Regions from separate parts of the Mus musculus genome. Here region 2 is linked to region 1. The links are chromatin contacts, called in public HiChIP or PLAC-seq maps. All regions are on one chromosome and are shown on one strand. Each heading gives the region's core, a stretch centred on a gene start, on an enhancer-like site or on the middle of the called end of the contact. The rest is flanking DNA. Distances are from core to core; before and after follow the strand shown. Region 1 has its middle 16 kb from the start of Gpr15. Region 2 holds the start of 1700022E09Rik (RIKEN cDNA 1700022E09 gene).

Region 1 (7,000 bases), core at 2,871-5,370:
TTCTGGAGACCAGACACAGTGGACCATGCTTTCAATTCTGGCACTTTGAGGTGAAGGCAGAAGTGTTAGGTTCTAGGTAAGTCTCAGCCACATAGAGTTTTAGGCTAGCAAGAGCTACATGAGACCTTGCCCTAAAAGAAACCCAAACAATCTCTAACTGTTAAGGGTAAGAAATACAAAGTTATCTTCTAGTTTGTAGCCTTTATGCTTTCCCTGTCAACAATGGTAACCGAGAAATCGGCTCTCAACAAAAACTGGCAAAAGCTCTGATTTCCATTATCTGCCAGTTTCCAGTGTCTAAGTGCTTGCCTCGTGTCTGATTTCAAGCCAACAACGCGATTCGACAAAACAGAGGTAGTTAAAAAATTTCAAAAACTCAGAGAAACCCTGTCTCGGGGGGTGGGGGGTGGGGAAGAAGAAGAAGAAAGAAAGAAAAAAAAAAGAAAAAAGAAAATTTCAAAAACTCAAAGAACTCTGCACACGTTGCTCAGGCCAGCCGGTCTCTTGTGGCTCTCAGGTTCCACTGAAGACGGTATCACAGGAGAGCTGGGAACCCGGTTTCTTCTTTCCTTTATTTCTAACCAACTTAGGAAGTCATTAAAATAACTAAACCTCAGGCCAACATAATTTACTACAGCCATGTTGGCATTTTAATATACTGTGTGCTAAAGCGAACTTTTCTTTCAACATAGGTTGTCACTCTTAAAACAGCTCAAAACAGCTCGTATGCTGTCTGGTTGGTGGCTCCGCGTCTGAGAGATCTCGGGGATCCAGGTTAGTTGGGGCTGCTGGTCTTCCTATGGGCTCGCCCTTCTCAGCTTCTTCCAGCCTTTCTCTAATTCATCCACAAGGGTCCCCATCTTTAGTTCAATGGTTGGGTGTAAGTATCTGCACCTGTCTCAGTCAGCTAACCCTTGAGAGACTTGAGGCCCCGGGGAGGAAGGAGGCCTGGCAGTGGAGGAGGGGTGCAGAACATCCTCTTGGAGACAGGGAGGAGGAGGAATAGGATTAGGAACTGTGGGAGGGCAGACTGGGAGAAGGGCAATGACTGAGCTGTAAAATAATAAAAGTAACAACAACAACAACAACAAAACAGCTCAAAGTCACCATGTAATTCTTTCATCCAGATGTAGGGACAGATGGGACACAGAGGTGTGCCTTTAAGTCATGAATAAAGTTAATGAAGTTTTTCTTTAGGTCTTCTTTAGGCCGCATCTATATTACCTTCTATACTTATTAATGCCTTTCTCTCTTCTTACTTTCTCCATCTTATTTTTTTAATTAATTAATTGATTAATCAATTAAGAAGTTAATTAGGTTTGTATGAGATGGAATCTGCTTTATTGCCCAAGCTGGCTTACAAGTAGACCTCAAGTGATCCTCACGACTCTTCCAAGTTGCAGACACATTACATTGGGCATCTAGTGATAAGATTTGCTCAGGAACTTTTCGAAGGTCATGAAACACTCACCCCTCCAGAAGGGAGAGACTAATTAACGTTTCTCAGACCACAGGGCAGGAACCCACCTTCAGATGGGAACACATTCTGCAGGACTGACCGTTGTTCACCTTCAGACAAGGGAAGACCTTGTCACCTTATTCCCTAAAGACCAATCAGTTTAAAGGGTGCGCTGTTCCACCAATCTTATTGTGCCTAGTTGCTGATGCTCTGTTCTGTCCCTGGAAACCATACAAAAACTCACCGAATGGGTACTGGGGGTCGCCGCCTCTCCTTCGGGTCTGGGACGACCCCAGTGCACTGGAACAACAAATTCCTCTTGCTTTTTGCATCGATCCTGGCTCCACGTGGTTCACTCAGGGGCTCCCTGGTAATCTAAGGCTCTCTGGAATCTTACACTAGCTTGCTGGTTTATTTTTTGTTTCACACAAACTGTTAGTAACTCCTCAGTGAAAAAGACCAATAGCTGAGGAGTGAGGGAGTTGAAAAGAAAGAATACAAAGGATGTTTAGTGCAGCGAACCACTCTGTGGCTTATAATGCTGATGCCCCAAAACATGCAATATATAATGTGACATGTGAACCCCAAGCTGCTCTATGAGACTAAATGGGAGAGACATGGCAATGTATGTCCATCGGTTGCAATGGATTTACCTCAAACTGGCTGCTGGGAGGTAAATAACAGAGAGGTTATGAGTGCACCTCCCTGCAGTCTTTTGGGGAGCTAAACTTTCTGTATAAAATAAAGCCTTCATTAAAACCATACCAAAATACCACCTCCAATCCTTTGTTACTTGGAAGTGCAGATGGCCTATGAAAGAGTCAAGTGCTAAAGTCCAAAAAAGACAAAAATCGTTGTAGGGAGAAGAAAGCCATAAGCTGCTGGGCTAAAGGCTCTGGCTCTGGCTCTGGATGGGTGTGAGAGCTGGTGTGATCTACAGTTTTCTCACAGATCGCCAGGGGGGGAGGGGGCAACCCCCAGAGTCAAGAGGAAACACTGATTGAAGGCATCGGCTCTGGGTCCTGGCCATGGCTGGATTACTTCCTGTGTGAGTGATTGTGAGAACGCCCCGAGACTTATTTTTCTTACCTGAGTGACAAGTATCTTCCCAGCACAGTGAAGGAGGCTCTGCAGTACAGTACATCCTCTGCTCTTTGCTCTGAAGTGATGCCAAGATTTTGGTTATTACTCACAAAGAGAACGATGCCCCTGAAGCATGCAAGCCGCAGACATGCATTGAGGTCTGCCTGCCTGGATTCTGCCAGTTTGTCTCTGCTTGTCCCTGAATGGGATGCGCTTACCTTCCCATCTATAAGACTGAAGAATTAGTTTATCTTATTGTTTTAAGGACAACTTAGATATGTCTGGAACATATTTAGTGAAGTACATTTATCCATTTTACCCCAGTAAATGACCCACGAAAGCTGTGCTCTTTCTTTTCCAAGTGTGGCACAACATCAGAAACCTGTCTCTGCCATTTATTTTAGCTCAGGCTAAATTAATGCCCCCATTGCTCCAGGAGAGAGGGAAGCTGACTTCTTCCGTGTTTCCTTGCTGTATGATCACTTCCTTCTTTTAGCTCATTGGTGTCTGATGACGATGGAAACCTCCTCCCACTCTCTTTGATGTTTTAATAAATAAATCTAAATAAACGGACCATAGACAGACTGACCAGAGAAAAACCATTTAAATTGCACGCATGCACAAACGTCCCGCAGACATGATACATGACGAACAGCTCATATTTGCAGGTAAGCACCCTGAGGATGAAGAGAGTAGGAGCTTGGAGCATCTTCAAGAAGATTGAGATGGAGCCTGTGCTGAGCCAGTGGAATGGAAACAAGGCCGATTTGCTACACAGACAAGTTGTGTCTGAGCATCTCTCTGAAGACCTGGTGACAGTCTGTGACAGAGCCTGCCTGTCACAGTAGACGGTGTATCTTCCATCTTTTCTGCAATGTAATTTGCTTTCTTCCACATGGAGGCAATTCCTTCAGAGGGGACTCAGGACAATGGCAGTGACTTGTGCATCTTTTGGCATATGAAACATGTCAGGAAAAGCTTCTCCCCACACCTTGAGAGAATAGGGAGTTAGAGTGAGAGGGCAGAAGGTTACAGACCTTGGTTCCGAGGTCTTCCTATTCTGCTTAGCTCAAAGTTTTCAGCATGCTCAAGTGACATACTTGGGGTATTACTTCTCGAACCCCAGCAATCTCTAGGACAGACATGTGACATTTTTATCCTATTGCTCTATTAGAGTTGTATCTATTTGAGAGGAAGTAAACCACAAGGGGATCTTTGGACAATTAAAAGCTGTGTGTTACATTTAGAAAAGGAGAGAACTTTAAAAATACGAAGATAAATTCTGCAGTGAGGGGAGTGGTGGAAATCCCGATTGTTCATTACTAGTGTTACATTTTTATAAAAAGATGTTTATTCTCTTCTTCTTGACCATGTTTTCATTTGACACCTGTCTTCTTGGGTGGAAATAGCCTTTCTATGAAGCCCCTGGGAGTAGAGGAGTGGGGAGTTTCTGCTCCTTGCGTGTGATTGCTTTCCTTTGTTAAGTAATGAGATCAGTCAGCATGTCACACTTTACTCTCCAGTGATGGCCACCACCTCTCGATTTCATGAGAAACGATAAAACAAATGAGTCACCCCAAGGGTGCTTCAAGAATGGCACGCTAGGCTCAGGCTGGCCCCACCTCCTCTGTAGCTGAAGAGGTTCCAGAAAAAGCCTTCTGGGATGCTTCTCCCACTTCCCTCTCTTTCTCTCTTCTTGCCTCTCATTTGTCTTTCTGGATTCCACAGAACTGTTTTAACTGGCAAATATGAATCTTATTTGAAATATGAAAAGCAGTACTCTGTGACTTTTTGTCGTTTAAGGTACATTTCTGCACATACAGACAAGGCATTTTGAAAAGAGGAGGGCAGAGGTGTTTACTCTTAATTCGCAGTCGCCCCGGGTGACCTGGTCCAATTTTAGAAAACTCTGCTTAGCCTGCATTCTGTTTCCTCTTCCTTCTGAGATAAACTTGGCTTAGGTGAGTGTTTTCATAACCCTTGCCCTGTGTTTTAGCCACGGTTGCTTTCTTATCTTTTAAATTACAACCATTCTTTGTTTAAATGCTTGGAATGTTTCACAGTTAAATCACTCTCATAAGTCACGGGAGAAACACAAAAATACAGTGTGGAGTGACTCCAAATGGGACTCAGTTCTAAACCACTTTATAAGATCAGATTTGTAAATAATCACCTGCTTATAAAGGAGATGGTTGGTCACATAAGAAGAGAGTAGGGAAGGATTTTTTCTTATTGCTCAGTTCATGTATCCTTTGGGAGGAAAGCAAACCAATAGTGCTTTGGATTCCCTTAGCCCTAAGCCCTATTCCAAAGTGTTTTTTTTTTTTTCTTATCTCCTGATTTTATTGTATAAGCCTGGATAGAGTGAGTCTTTGAACACAGGAGATTTGGAAATTAGGATGGTGCATGAGAGTGCTAGAAACTGGAGAAAATTCTATAGCCCAGTAGAGAAGGATAGCAAAAACCAACACAATTTTGATCAAGGAAGCAGGTAACATCCTGGCCCAACTGCTTATTTTTTTCTTTTTATGAAAATTCTTTAAGATTACTTAGACCACAGTGTTTAGATAGGTTAGCATCTTGATGATCAGCTGAATAAATGAAGACACACAAGACGAATGTTGCCAGATGGCTTAAGGTGGAGCACATTTATAGTCCATCTACTCTAATCCTACCAGTTTCAGACCTGGGGTTAATACCCATGGTGACTGCTGGTTTCCTTCTAAACAGGTTCTAACATTTAGGAACAACTTCCACAGAACACTTTTAGTGACTTGTCAGTATTTGACTTAGTAATGCTGCATATTTGAGAACAGAAAAATAAAGGACGATGTTTTCTGTCATGTAACTATCCTCATTCTTCTCTCAACTAGTCCCCTGCTACACATTGTGTGTCACAAAGCTTTTATTTTAAATGTCTTAGACAGGCTTTAAACTTACTTTCCCTCAAGATGTGGTATATGATTAATATTAAAGCAATGGCACCCTCCTATTTTATATACTTTCTACTCCAGTTGAACCCCAATCTCACTAGGAAGTTGAAAAACACTGGCTTAGGTTATAAGCCCTAAGCCTGTAAGAAGACACATTGCTTTGCAGAGTATTTATAGCAAGCACTATGACCTTCTTGAAGGCTGGATGTTAATTAGTTATGACTACTTCTTAATTCAGGGGTGACACAGATGAGCAGGAACAGATAGCAAAGGCTGGTTTATTAGCAATGCTGAGAGAAGGCTAATTACTGGGCATATGTTATTACTCTGTGGAAATGGATTTATTGCAAGGGACCCTGCCAAAGCCTTTGTAGTCTGTATTACTGAGGGGTTTAAAGGCCCATGTTAAATGAGGAAGGAAGCAGAAGCCAATACCCTTTGGCCAATAGACACTGCTCACAGAGAAAAAGTCTACTGACTGTATTTTACCATTTGCAGAAACCAGTACAGCTGGTTAGTCACACCCATGGAGCAGAGGCATGGAGAATGGAAGCCCTTTGCTGCATCATTTGCCAATCTGGCTTAGTTAGAACTTGGAGAAAACTTAGCTTATTCTTTTGGGTAGAAAGGCAGTTAAAGAGATGAAGCCAACTGAGACAAAGGGAAATACTGGCTGGAGGATGTGTTCCATTAAGGGTTTCAGACTCAAATAGTTCTATGGCAAGGCCTTGTCAGGTTGACTACAGCAGCCTTCTGGACACAATGATGGGCATTTGAGGGAGGGCTTCAGGGCTGATGTCCTCCCTGTTTTAAATCTGGGCTTTTAGTCACGGTGTGTGTTAAGTATACTTACAATGAGTGCATCCAAAGAAAAAACAGTCCCTTGTGCAATTTGTTACCAGAATGAGTAACAAACTGTATTCCCTAGTCCCTTAGCCTGAGGAGGGGCAGAGTTAGGGAATCCTGTTAGGTTCGTGACGTGCACACACATTTCTCCCTCACCTCAGTCCTTAGGAGTGCGGATTTGCCAGAGAATATTTTTTTTTAAATTTCTCTACTTTTTTATTTTATTATCTTTTAAAAATTTATTTATTTATTTATTTATTTATTTATTTATTTATTTATCATTTTCTTTATATACATTTCAAATGCTATCCTGAAAGTTCCCTAAACCCTTCCCCCGCCCTGCTCCCCTACCCATCCACTCCCACTTCTTGGCCCTGGTGTTCCCCTCTACTGGGGCATAGAGTTTGCAAGACCAAGGGGCCTCTCTTATCAATAATGGCCGACTAGGCCATCTTCTGCTACATATGCATCTAGAGACACGAGCTCTGGGGGTACTGGTTAGTTCATATTGTTGTCTCTCCTATAGGGTTGCAGACCCCTTTAGCTCCTTGGGTAATTTCTCTAGCTCCTCCATTGGGGGCCCTGTGTTCCATCCAATAGATGACTGTGAGCATCCACTTCTGTGTTTGCCAGGCACTGGCATAGCCTCACAAGGGACAGCTTATCAGGGTCCTTTCAG
Region 2 (7,000 bases), core at 2,997-5,496, 770 kb after region 1:
CTTCATGGATTCAGTGGGCAGTGTTCTTCTGGTGTCTTCCATTCCTTCTGCCTCCTAGAATTCCTCCACACCTTCTTCTGTGGGATTCCCTGAACCCCCGGGGGAGGGACCCAATGGGGATCTCCAATTTAAATTCTCTTTTCACATAATGTCTGTGGGTCTCTGCATCTGTTCTCATCTGCTTTCTGAGGAATCCTCTCTGATGACAACTGGACAAGGCACCCCAGACCCTAGGTCTCTGGACTATCCAGTTTCTGGTTCCTGGCCATCCAAGTGCTGTCTGACATAGGCTTCTTCTTGTGGAGTGGAACTCAAGTTAAATGAATCGTTGGTTGGCCACTCCTACAAGTTCTGATCCACCATTCTCCCCAGCACATCTTGCAGGGTAGATAGATTGTGGGTAAAAGGTGTTGTAGCTGGGTTGGGTTTTACATTTCTCTTTTGGTAGCCTGCAGAGTACCTTTATCAAAAAGACTAGACAATAGGGGTAAAGTCTCCATGTAGACACCAAGTTGACCTCTCCAAATTCAATGAACTATGTGGATATTCTCCTCAGCAATGGGGCCCCATTGCCAGTTCTCAAAGAACAACCTTCTGAACTAGTACCAGCCTTCATTATTTAGGGGTCTCCATGGTACCCATTGGCCAACAACTCAACTGAAAGCAACCCAGTCCTGCCACTGGAAGACTTGCTTGGCTACAAGAGGTGGCCTATTGAGATTTTGTATCCTTCATTACTAAGAGGCCTCACTAGTCTCACACTCAGCTTCCAGGAAGATTCCACTGCTCTTGGTTTCCATACCATGCATTCCACAAGTGCCCCCCAATTCCAAACATCTCTCCTGCTACTTTCTCTTCTCATTCCACCCTCTACACACACACACACACAACCTGATCCCTCCTTCTCCCATGTACCCACAAAATCTATTTTCATTTCCCAGGGGGATCCGTGTGTCCCTTGTAGACTTCTCCTCTTTACCTAACCTTTCTGAGTATATGGATCATAGCTTGGTTATCATTTACTTAACAGCTAATATCCACTTATAAGTGAATACATATTATATTTGTCTTCCTTAGTCTGGGTTACCTCATTCAGAATGATTTTTTCTAGTTGCATCCATTTTTCCTACAAATTTCATGATGTCACCTTTAAAAGAGCTGAGTAATACTCTATTGTATAAATGTGCCACATTTTGTTTATCCATTCTTCTGTTGAGGGACATCTAGGTTGTTTTCAGTTTCTGGCTATTATGAATAAAGCCGCTATTGAGCAAGTGTCCTTAGGATGGAGCGTGCTTTGGGTATATGCCCAAGAGTGGTATAGCTGACTCTTGAGGTATATCTATTCCCAATTTTCTGAAGAACCACCATATTGATTTCCAAAGTGGTAAAAGTTTGCACTCTTACCAGCAATGGAGGAATTCCCTTGCTTCACATCCTTGCCAGCATGAGCTATGACTTGTGTTTTTGATCTTAGCCATTCTGATAGGTGGAATCTCAAAGGTCTGCCCTGATGGCTAAGACCTTGAACTTTTCTTTAAGTGTTTCCTCATCATTTGAGGTTTCTTTGTTGAGAATTGCAGCACTGTGGGCTACCTTGAAAGTTGAGTCCAGGGAAGAAGAAAGAGTGGAGAAGGAGAAGGAAATACTCTGGCAGGCATGACCCGTGGTTGAGCAGGAGGTACCTCCTTGAGTTAGGGACTGAGACACAGGGTCCAGTCTGGGAAGGGAGGCAAAGAGGTGGTCCGTGGGATTCACAAGAGATGTGGACAGGGAAAGGGAGGTTGCATCTAGTGTTCTGTTTCAGAGCTAGGGAGGAGTCTGGGGTTGGGTATGGGGAAACAGAACATGCATATTTTTCACAAAAAGCGAGATTTTGTACATACTTTTATTTACTATCTGAGCACTTACAGCGCTGTTTATCTTATGCTTCCTCCTGTGTCTGTTATGAGAGCTGACATGGGCCTTGAACTTGTGAAGGTACCTCCTATTGAGAAATGTATTTACATTGTGCTATTTGTAGCAAGATTTTATTCTTTGATTTATAAATGACATTCCGTGCTTTTATTCCTGAAAACAAAAAGAACATGGCGTGGTATAAAGTGCTTTACTGAATGGATGGATGCACTGTCATCCACCTAATCTATTTTTACATGCAAGGCATCAGAATATTTCCTATTGTATATTTTAGTAACTCTAAAATATTTAGAGATGAAATCAGCTCTGAAGACAAATAAATTTCTAGTAGTATTCAAATGTTAGCACTTTTTTCCTCAACAAGGATACACCCCCTCCCTCTTTTTTTTTTCCATCTGGACCTGCAACATCAGGCCTCGTCAGCTTTCCCACCTGTCTGCCCAGATGTTCTGGGTACACATTAGTATAAGAAGAAGTACTTTAAGTTTTAGGTAATTTTTATTCTAAGCAGAACTGCCTCTATGTCTTATTATAAGTTGGAATGATATAAAATGCCCATTTTAAAATCATCTCTATTTATTGAAGACTTGTTCCCTTCTATGGCTCCTATTGCTGCTATAAGCTTTTAGTAAATGTACTGGCTGTTTTTGTGTGCCAACTTGACACAAGCTAGAGTTATCACAGAAAAAGGAGCCTCCCTTGAGGAAATGCCTCCATGAGATCCAGCTATAAGGCATTTTCTCAATTAGTGATCAATGCGGGGAGGGCCCATTGTGGGAGGTCCATCCTGGGCTGGTAGTCTTGGGTTCTATAAGAAAGCAAGCTGAGCAAGCCAGGGGAAGGAAGCCAGTAAATAACATCCCTCCATGGCCTCTCCATCAGCTCCTGTTTCCTGACCTTGAATTCCAGTCCTGACTTCCTTTGGTGATAAACAGCAATGTGGAAGTAAAAGCTGAATAAAGCCTTTCCTCCCTGTAGTGGCTATTCCTGGTTGTCCACTTGACTATATCTGGAATGAACTACAGTCCAGAATTGGAAGGCTCACTAGTGATCCTAATCTGGAGGCTTGAGAGATAGAAGTTTCTGACCTGGATCTTGGTATGGAGATCTTGAGCCATGGTGGCTATGAATTCCAGAAGATTAAGACAGATCTCTGAGTTCAAGGTCACCTGAGATTAAAAGTGTGGTAGCGCACACCTTTGATCTGGGCTACATCTTCTGCTGGAGACCTACATAAGGACATTGGAAGAAGGAAAACACACACACACTCTCTTCTTCACCTGCTTGCCTTGTGGGACTGAGCAACTGCTAGATCCTTGGACTTCCATTCACAGCTGCTGCTGACTATTGTTGGGAACTGGACTACAGACTGTAAGTCATCAATAAATTCCTTTACTATATAGAGACTATCCATAAGTTCTGTGACTCTAGAGAACCCTGACTAATATACTCCCCAACTTGCTTCCTGGTCATGATGTTGTTTTGTGCAGGATTAGAAACCCTGACTAAGACAGTAAATGAGAAGAAAAGATGAGATGAAAATTTTGCCTATGAGTTATCACAAAACTATGATTTGTGGCCACAATGCATTATCTTGACTTTTGGAAGACTGGGTTAGTCTTTCTGAGGAAAGCCTGAAAGATCCTGGCAGAATGTAAAAGGACACAGAAGCCCTGAAATTGGCAAGATAGACGTCAGTGTTAGCAGAACTAGCTTCACTGATTTAGAAAAATAGAGGTGCACAATGCTCTGGCCACTCCTTGAACCTGTGTGTCTGCCAATGTTCTGACCAGGTGTGTGCCCATTGCTGCACCTTCATTAGACTCTTTCCTTGTACCCCTCCCATACCCATTTCTTGAGAATAGACATTGTTTAGATCTGGAAATCCCCTAATCTCCCCCTTCTCCTTTCCCCCATGAGGGCCTATAAAAACTGGGAACTCTTTCCCCTTGAGGTCGACTCCTCTACTCCTGCGTGGGATATGAGTCATCCCCAGAGCTCTGGCTTTCCCTGAATAAAGCCTCATGTGGTTTGCAACAAGCTCGGTCTGTCATGAGTTCTTGGGTGTCCGCTATTGTCCTGAGGTCTGAGCAAGGGGCTCCTCTCGGAGTCTTTCAAGCCTATCATTTCTAACTGTGCCATATATGATTCTATCATGTTAGCATGGAGATGAATAATAAAAATAGCAATTCCTAACTTATAATTACTATTATATAAAATTCCAGTGAGATTATACAACTCCCTCATCTATGTAAGGGGAAGGCACCATTCTGTACCTGAGGCAGCTGTAATTTCCTGGCAGTAAGTTTTACTCTTCTATGACCTCACTTATGGAATGAAGCCACCTCTTCTTACCACACAAGCATGTTCTTAACACATTCTACCAATGCATGAAGTTCTGCTTCATTTCAAAAGCCTATTGATTTTTCAACTTCAGTTGGACTCTCAACAGTGTAAATCAAAACACTGTGCTTTTTTTTTTGTTTTGATGTATTTTGCTTGTTGTTTTTTGAGACAAGGCTTCTCTATGTAGCCCTGGCCAAGCTGGAACTCACTTTGTAGACCAGGCTGGCCTTGAATTCTCAGAGATCCACCTACCTCTGCCTCCTGAGTGCTGGGATAAAAGGCGTGTGCTACCATTGCCAGCAAACAGGGTGGAGTTTTATGAAGGTGACTTTATTCATGATATTACTACAGAAAGGACATATATTAATGAAGAATATCTCACAATAAAGAAAGGGATCCAGGAATCAAGAAGTCAAGAAGGAAGAAAACCATGAGTCTTGTTATCTTAGGGTCTGTCTTCTCTTACAACACGTAAAGTCATGGTTATTCCCTGGAATCAAAAATTACGGGAGCAGTTATTGACATTGTAACACTTTAGCCACTGTGGCTGCTACAATCTCCTGCTGTACTATGATGTCACTGGTCTGTGATGGAGCCCAGTGTAGAAGAGATGCTTCCAAAGTCAAGACTTTCTAAAGTTTTATATACAAGCCTATGACCTTTAAAAGTCATGTAAAGACTCCATCATTTCCAAAACTAGCTAAGTCAACAGGCAATAAAGAGAGGGAAGCACCCCCACCCCCACCCACCGCTTCAGAGAACACTAATGCAGGCATGTCTGAGCATTGTACACTTCAAAGAGGTGCTATAACCACAAACCCACACATCAGATAAAGTTTTAGGGCAATCACACTTTCCTGAAATAACTTAAAAGATGTTTTGTTAACTAGGTTGTGCCTGCAGCTGGGGCCATATGTATATTAAATCTTGGATCAATGAGAAAGGGGCCTCAGGACCTGCTACATAGTTTTTAAATAAATGTGGAACTAGGGGATCAGGGTTGGGGGAGAGACTATTTTGTGACAATGAGTTCCAATCATTGAATGTGATTTAGAAGGATAATGTAAATGAAAAGTAGGAGGAAATACAAGACAAAGGAATGACTTGTAGAAACTGTAAATATGGCTGGTCTACAAAATGATCTTAAAGTCTGATGTGGTCTGTATTTTGAGAAGAATTTCTCTATATTTCTAAATATAGAATTTATCTATATTTCATTTTGAAGATAGAATTTTTATCTCTACCATCTATCATTTATCTGTCTTTCTATGTTATTCTAGGTCACGTTTCGGCTGAGATTGAAGTAATCTAATTGTTCTTGTTCATTTATATGAAGGATGGTGTATAGTGTAACTCACAACGAAGTAATTAATTGCGCAAGGGCCATCAAGTTATACAACACATCAACTCAAAATATTACCCTACTTTTTCTGAAGTATTTTTTATTTGATTCTCTCATGATATTATCATTAGCTCCTTTGATTGTAGCCACTTGTGCTGATGAAATTCTTCATAAGTTTTACTTGGTTAATATACATTATATTACTGTGCTATGCTTCATATAAAATAATTTGACCTCTATGTGGATGTAGAAAAAAACAAAGATTTTTTTATTATTAATTACTGTCATATATGATTTCATGACTGTTCCTCTTTTGCCCCTCTGTAGACCCCAATGCTTTGAGGATACTCAGTTGCTAATCCATTACCTAATAAATAACCAACTGTGTAAAAACATGCATGTATGCAAAACACTTTGGCACTAAGACTTATTTTCAGGCATTGTGATGGTTTAAAAAGGAGTAGTGGCTCCCATAGGCTGATATATCTGAATGTGTAGACATTAGGGAGTGGCACAATGTGAGAAGGATTGGGAAATGAGACCTTTTTGGAATAGGTGTGGCCTTGCTGGAGGAAGTATGTCACTGGGTGTGAGTTTTGAGACATTAAAATAAAGAAAAACTTAAAAGGATTGGAATGAAAATATATGAAGTCTAAACAAAATGGTTGGTACTAAAATTGTTAAGTTACCCGGGCGTGGTGGCACACGCCTTTAATCCCAGCACTCGGGAGGCAGAGGCAGGCGGATTTCTGAGTTCGAGGCCAACCTGATCTACAAAGTGAGTTCCAGGACAGCCAGGGCTACACAGAGAAACCCTGTCTCAAAAAACAAACAAACAAACAAAAATTGTTAAGTTAATAACAATCGTATACATATTAAAGCCATATACAATGACGGTTTTGGATCTTTTGTGGACCGATGGAGTACAAGCACTCTCTCAAGAAGCATGTTCTTGTATGTGTGTGTTAATAAAGGGAACTGTCCAAATTTATAGATTTCCCTCTAACTTCAGATTTGAAGGTAGCAACTATAAAAAGCACATTCACGTTCTGTGACCTTTAGGTTCATAGGCCAGAGCAGGGGAAGGCCTGTAGCTGTAGGCAGGAGCAGGGATGTGGTCCGGGGGCGGAGCCAGAAGTCCGGGGCGGGGCCGCGTCTCGTGGGCGGGGTCGCGTCTCGTGGGCGGGGCCGCGTCTCGGGAGCCCGCCCTGGACGTGACCACGCCGTCGCGCCCTTCCATGCCTTAGCTGGGTCAACTTGCGGAAGACACGCAACAGGCCGTGCCGGTGCAGCGCGTGGGACGCGGGTCAGGCTGAGAAGTGCAGCTCTGGAGGGCTGGGGCCTAACTGGTGAGCCGGGTGGCTGAGGGCTGGGGACCTGGCCACGTGCACCGCC

The links. HiChIP or PLAC-seq counts read pairs in DNA pulled down with a chosen protein or histone mark.
Region 2: a contact with region 1 is called in a CTCF HiChIP or PLAC-seq map of CD8 T cells, with 7 read pairs. The contact joins the promoter of 1700022E09Rik here to the enhancer-like site in region 1. A contact is called at or near these places in 4 of 39 promoter capture datasets (the 3T3-L1 cell line, the C10 cell line, hippocampal neurons and 1 more), 1 of 15 datasets of contacts at CTCF or cohesin (CD8 T cells), 1 of 484 Hi-C or Micro-C datasets (B cells), 4 of 115 datasets of contacts at active chromatin or transcription factors (CD8 T cells, astrocytes, memory CD8 T cells and 1 more) and 1 of 9 other capture datasets (liver).

The regions. Positions count from the first base shown.
Region 1 is chr16:58,699,456-58,706,455 of GRCm38.p6, forward strand. No RefSeq gene overlaps it. Among named protein-coding and RNA genes, the nearest start is that of Gpr15, 16 kb to the right of the region's middle. Within about 2 kb of position 4,121, at least 81 of the 459 cell types and tissues checked have an H3K27ac peak or open chromatin away from gene starts, as enhancers often do. A contact at or near this core is called in B cells, CD8 T cells, liver and 1 more, where this site is marked.
Region 2 is chr16:59,464,992-59,471,991 of GRCm38.p6, forward strand. It overlaps 1700022E09Rik (RIKEN cDNA 1700022E09 gene), which reads right to left and starts at 4,247. Exons shown (of 3, transcript NR_040568.1): 1 at 4,194-4,247; 2 at 3,006-3,146; 3 at 1,881-2,070. It overlaps Riox2 (ribosomal oxygenase 2), which reads left to right and starts at 6,784. Exons shown (of 10, transcript NM_025910.3): 1 at 6,784-6,954.